Linked DNA regions of Zea mays: region 1 is linked to region 2. Evidence: chromatin contacts called from public Hi-C data. All regions are on one chromosome and are shown on one strand. The core of a region is the stretch at or near the end of the contact, and the rest is flanking DNA. Distances in the headings are between cores, read along the strand shown. Region 1 holds the start of LOC100273258. Region 2 holds the start of LOC103651450 (cinnamoyl-CoA reductase-like SNL6).

Region 1 (2,820 bases), core at 53-2,552, 470 kb before region 2:
AGCATATGCACATTAAACAAACTGAGGCTTTCCACTAAAGTTATGTTGCTATAGTATTTTTTAAGAATTATTTTTAAATTTGATGGTGTTCATTACTTAGCAGTAGGACGAGTGTGCATGTCTCAGCGTCATTGTCTATGTTAGGTTTAGAAAAAAGAGGGACAAAGGACATATGGACTATGGATCTTATATTGGTGTTATTAAGAAAGGACAAGGTGGTAGTGGGTTAGTTAGGTTGTGCTAGTTTATTTATTACTATGTCTGTTCTCGAATATTTATCGTCGACTGATTCATTTTCAACTAAAACGCGACACGTGATAGATAAAAAATAACAAAGGGGTACCTACATCATTCTAAATTATAGGTTAGTTTGTATTTTCAATGAATTATTTTGTTGTTGTTATCTATATATAGGAGGTGTTTGAATGCACTAGAGCTAATAGTTAGTTGGCTATAAAATTGCTTGTGGAATTAGCTAACTAACTGTTAGCTAATTTGCTAAAAGTAGCTAATAACTAAACTGTTTAGATGTTTTGAGCTAATTTTATCAGCTAACTATTAGATCTAGTGCATTCAAACACACAATAGCATATATCTAAATTTATATAAGCTAGTGATATAGAAAATATAAAGTGTCCTAAAATTTAGAATATATGAATTGATAAATAAACAAAATCGACGTTTGAGCTTCCAAATCCTTTCGAATGGGCTCTATTTATATCGACCGATAATAGATCAACATCTGGCCCCAATCATAGGGCCATTAAGCTCATGACCCACTCCAATCCCAACCCACATTGATTTGTTTCAGCTCAGTCCAATCCGGTCCGATCCTAGAAGTCACACCGTTCTAATCCCACTCGGTCCTTTTTGAATCCACGGGCTCTCAAGCAAGCACTCGAGGGCTCTCACAAGCGAGGACGAAAAAGATTGGAATTCTCTACCTGCAGCCTGCAGGTGTGCTCAACTTCTCGATCTGGTACTAATTCACTACAGCGTACTGTGTTTACCCAAGATCGATTAAATCATCATGGGGGTGTTTGGTTTAAGGAATCACTACATCCAAATTGAGGTGGTGCATCATAGGTTCATTCCTCAAATTTGGTGGGATGACCTCATTCCTCATATTAGTACTAACTAACTAACTATGAGGAATGAGGTGGTGATGGATCAACTCATTCCATTCCACAAACCAAATAAAAATAGTGAGGAGTGAGAAGATGATGAACTAGCTCATTCCTCAAACCAAACACCCTACATATATCTTCTCTCGTTCCTGGATGTCATCGACACTGATTCCTCTTTGTTTTGTTGGAGCAGCAGTACGTACGCGCAGCGCAGGCCCAGCTGATTGCGCCATGGAAGATCATCATCATCATACAGCAACGATTGCGCACACGTGGTTGGCGGCGATGGCGATCGCCGTGCTCCCTATCCTCTCCGTCCTGATTCTGGCTGCCACCAAGCAGATGGGAAGAACCGTCTTCGCCCCTCCCAAGCGCCGAGAGCCGCCGGTGGCGGAGGGCGCTCCTCTCCTCGGCGTCCTGCCTGCCATCCTCACCAGGAGCTTGCAAGGCGTGATCTGCGACCAGTACTTGAAGCTCGGCAGCGTGTTCACGCTGAGCTCCTTGGGAGTGAAGGTGACGTTCCTGGTGGGCCCCGAGGTGTCCGCCCACTTCTTCCATGCCGCCGAGTCGGAGATCAGCATCGGCGACGTCTACAAGGTCACCGTCCCCATCTTTGGCAAAGGGGTCGGCTATGACGTCGACAACGACACGCGCAACGAGCAGCACAGGTTCTTCGCCGACACTTTGAGGCCGGCCAAGCTCAGGAGCCATGCCCGTCTCATGGTCCGCGAGGTGGAGGAGTACTTCGCCAGGTGGGGGCAGTCCGGCACGGTCGATCTGAAGCAACAGGTTGAGGACGTTCTCTTGCTGATTGCGAGCCGGTGCCTGCTGGGGAAGGAGGTTCGGGATCACATGCACGACGAGGTGTCCTCGCTCCTCCGCGAGCTTATCGGCGGCCTGCACCTAGTGAGCCTTTTCTTCCCGTACCTGCCGACCCCGGCTCACCGCCGCCGCGACCGAGCGCGCGCCAGGCTCGAGGAGATATTCTCCGGGATCGCCAGGCTGCGCAAGAGCTCATGCTCATCCGGCCGCGGCGCCGGGGACGACGGCGACCGCGACCACGACATGCTGCAGGGCCTGCTAGACTCCAGGTACAGAGACGGGCGCGGCACGACCGAGGCGGAGGTCACCGGCCTGCTCGTGGCGCTGCTCTTCGCCGGCCATCACACCAGCGCAACGGTCACGACCTGGACCGCGGCGCGCCTGCTCCGCCACACAGAGTGGCTGCACGCAGCCACTGAGGAGCAGAGGCTGCTGCAGAGGAACGATCAGAACGACGCTGCAGCCATCGACTACGACGTCCTGCTCCGGATGGACGTCCTCCACCGCAGCGTCAAGGAGGCGCTGCGGCTGCACCCGGTGACCCCAATGATCCTCCGCCGCGCGCGCAGGCCGTTCACCGTGCGCACTCAGGACGGCTCCGAGTACGAGGTCCCCGAGGGGCGCATGCTGGCGAGCCCGCTGGTGGTGAATAATCTGCTCCAGGGCATCTACAGGGACCCTGATGTGTTCGACCCGGATCGCTTCGCCGCCTGGAGGGAGGAGGACAGGGTCGGCGGCGACCTCGCCTACACCTCCTTCGGCGCCGGGAAGCATGCCTGCATGGGCGAGGGCTACGCCTACCTGCAGATCAAAGTGATACTGAGCCATCTCCTCAGGAACTTCGAGCTCCGGCTGCTTTCTCCCTTCCCGG
Region 2 (2,709 bases), core at 177-2,676:
CAAAGCGAAAAAAAAAAGGTTCAGCGGACGGACGTATATGGTGGTTCCGTCTTTGCCGTGTGCGAGTTGTGGTATCCTATAGAATAGAGTGGCAATATCAGGAGCAAGTTAGATTGGTGATAAGTTCGTTTCGTCCTTCGTCCTCTTTCTTTCGGTTGTTTCCGCAGGCGAGTTGGTCGGATCATCCATGTGAGGTAAGCAATGGGAAGGCTATATGTAATATACTCCCTCCATTTCGTTTTAGTTATCGCTGAATAGTGCAAAATTAAACTATCCAACGATAAATAAAAAGAAACGGATGGGCGCGAAAACTATGTGCCGCAGAGCCCTATCTATGCATGTAGGATGTGGCTGTCATATTTCACAACTACCGTTCGATCTTTTAACAGACAAATGAATGACAAAGGGAAGACAGGCTGAGCGAGAGGCCATTGTCAGCCAGCCAAGTCTGAAACTCATCATGGAGGAAAGAGAAGACCCGCTGGCCAGGCAGCGGTCCCTGTCAAACGGGGTGGGGGCTAACAGTGATGGCAAGTGAATGATATATTTCGGCATGCCTAAACACGTGAAAGTTGCGGCGTCAGTATTTGGGACATGGACGCATAGTGCCGCCTGAACCAGCAGCGTGACGACTGACGAGGAGCAAATTAACGAGCAGAACCGAGCACACGACAGCCGCTCCAAGGCCAAGGCCAGAGCCCAGAACCAGAAGAAGGCGCAAACGGCAGCGAGAGCGAGCGGCCGGGGGAGAGAGAAGCGGACGGGTAGGTTCCGCCGAGGTAGTAGTGCGGGAGGACGACGTCTGGATATATACCTTGCGTCTCCAGCGCGAGGCGGACGGTGTACCCGTGCCGGAGGAGGCGGTCGACGACGGCGAACCCGACGAAGGAGATCCCTCCCGTGACGCACACGGCGCGCGCCGCGGCCCCTCCGGCGTCGCCGCCGGGGCTGCGCTTGGCGTCCGCGTGGCCCGCCGACCGGCGCCACCCGCCCGCGGCCTCGTGCCCGCCGCCTGCCAGGAGCGCGGCGCGCAGCTCGTCCACCTCCGCCTGAAGGCTCTGCGTGCTCCGAAGGACGCCCATGCCGCCGGCCCGGGTCCCTGCCTGCGCCCGCGCTGCTGCGGTAGTGGTACGTGCCTCTGCGCGCGTCTGCCAATCCCGTCCGGGGCCTGCCGCGCTCCCGGTGGCCTGGTGTTGGTGGAGCGGTTCGCGAGTGTACTGTGTACTCACAACGAGTGGGGGTGGGGTGGGTGAGCGCAGGCGGAGACGTGGATAAATAGCCACATGCTAACTACAAGGTGAGAACTTTTCGGAGAGGAGGGAGGGAACTCGCCTCAGGCAACAGATCGCTCTGTGTTTCGTCGCGCGAGGGGTTGGGTAGGTAAGCAGGCTTGTGCGTTGCGGGGGCGCCCGCGTGGTGAGCCACTGTGTTGTCTGTCGACTGGCTGTGGCTGCTGCCAGCCTCCGTACTTTAGCTCCGCCGGGGCTTGTTTTTTTTTTTCTTCTTCTGTAGCACGGAGTGGGGAGCCTGTTTCCCGGGAGGCCGGGACATCTGGTTAGTTGACATGGACGGCAGAGATCGCACTGCCGTTCCTATCCAACGGTCTAGCCTTTAGCCTTTGGTAGCGGAAGTAGACACGCTATGCTTCGTAGGGCTGGTCATTCGGTCTGTTAGGGTAATTCGGTTCTATATATTCGGATTTTTTGAAATTTCGGGTTATGAAAAATAAGAACCGAAATTTTCAAAATAATTTTAGGAACCGAACCCGAATAGACCCACAATTTCGATTCGGTCTATTCGGTCCACCGAATAGACTCGAATAGTATAGAGACTATTATCTTTTGTTAAAATATATACAATTAATAGTTAATTGGAAGTACTATTATTACAACAAGCGACTATAAAAAATAGTATACTGAGACATATATACTATCTTTAAGATGATATCACAATTTTTAACTAATAAGTTTATAAATCATATAATAATATCATCATATATTAAGAGCTTTTTATATTTCGGGTTATTCGGTCTATTCGGGTTTTAAAGGTTAGGAACCGAACCCAAACCCATACCCCGAAATATAGCACATATAGGAACCAAACCCGAATAAACCGATAATTCGGTCTATTCGGGTTCGGGTTCGGGTTTCGGTTTTAAAATGCCCACCCCTAATGCTTCGCACGCACGGCACGCCAATGATTTCGATGGTCCCGGTTCGATTATTACAAACTAGTATTTTTTTTACTTGTCGTGTTTTAGTTTAAAAGTAAATTAGTTGGTGACAAATATTCGAGAACGGAGGTAGTACCTTAGAATCTAGACCAAATTAGACGATTATATAGGTGTGAATGGGATTTAATAATATTTTTTTTGTTTAAAATGATCTTGACTTTAATGCTTAGCACTTGAGAAGAGTTATTCGTATGTTGTTGCCAAGACATATTTAAGGATCCCAGTATAGAAAGTTACTGTGGGATCTTAGCTACTGCGGTATGGACCCATACCCATTACCCCATGATGTACCATGACGTATCGCGGCTCCAGTTAAGATGGGTCTTAACCATCACAGGGCACTCCAAAATAATGACATTTACACCACCAAATCTAGCAAAGTCCACTTAAGTGTGACCAAGGATCTCGGGGCCTCAGGGACACTCCTACACTTAAAAGAAACTAGTCATCATGAATGGTTTAAGACATGAAACATC

What was found. Hi-C and Micro-C count contacts between places; a contact is called where the count stands out from the background.
Region 1: a Hi-C map of bundle sheath shows a contact between it and region 2, with 2.5 times the contacts expected there. The contact joins the promoter of LOC100273258 here to the promoter of LOC103651450 in region 2. A contact is called at or near these places in 2 of 25 Hi-C or Micro-C datasets (bundle sheath and endosperm).

The regions. Positions count from the first base shown.
Region 1 is chr3:221,734,570-221,737,389 of Zm-B73-REFERENCE-NAM-5.0, reverse strand. LOC100273258 reads left to right here and starts at 1,302. Exons shown (of 1, transcript NM_001147700.1): 1 at 1,302-2,820. The coding sequence starts at 1,359.
Region 2 is chr3:221,267,291-221,269,999 of Zm-B73-REFERENCE-NAM-5.0, reverse strand. LOC103651450 (cinnamoyl-CoA reductase-like SNL6) reads right to left here and starts at 1,426. Exons shown (of 5, transcript XM_008677078.4): 1 at 815-1,426. The coding sequence starts at 1,082.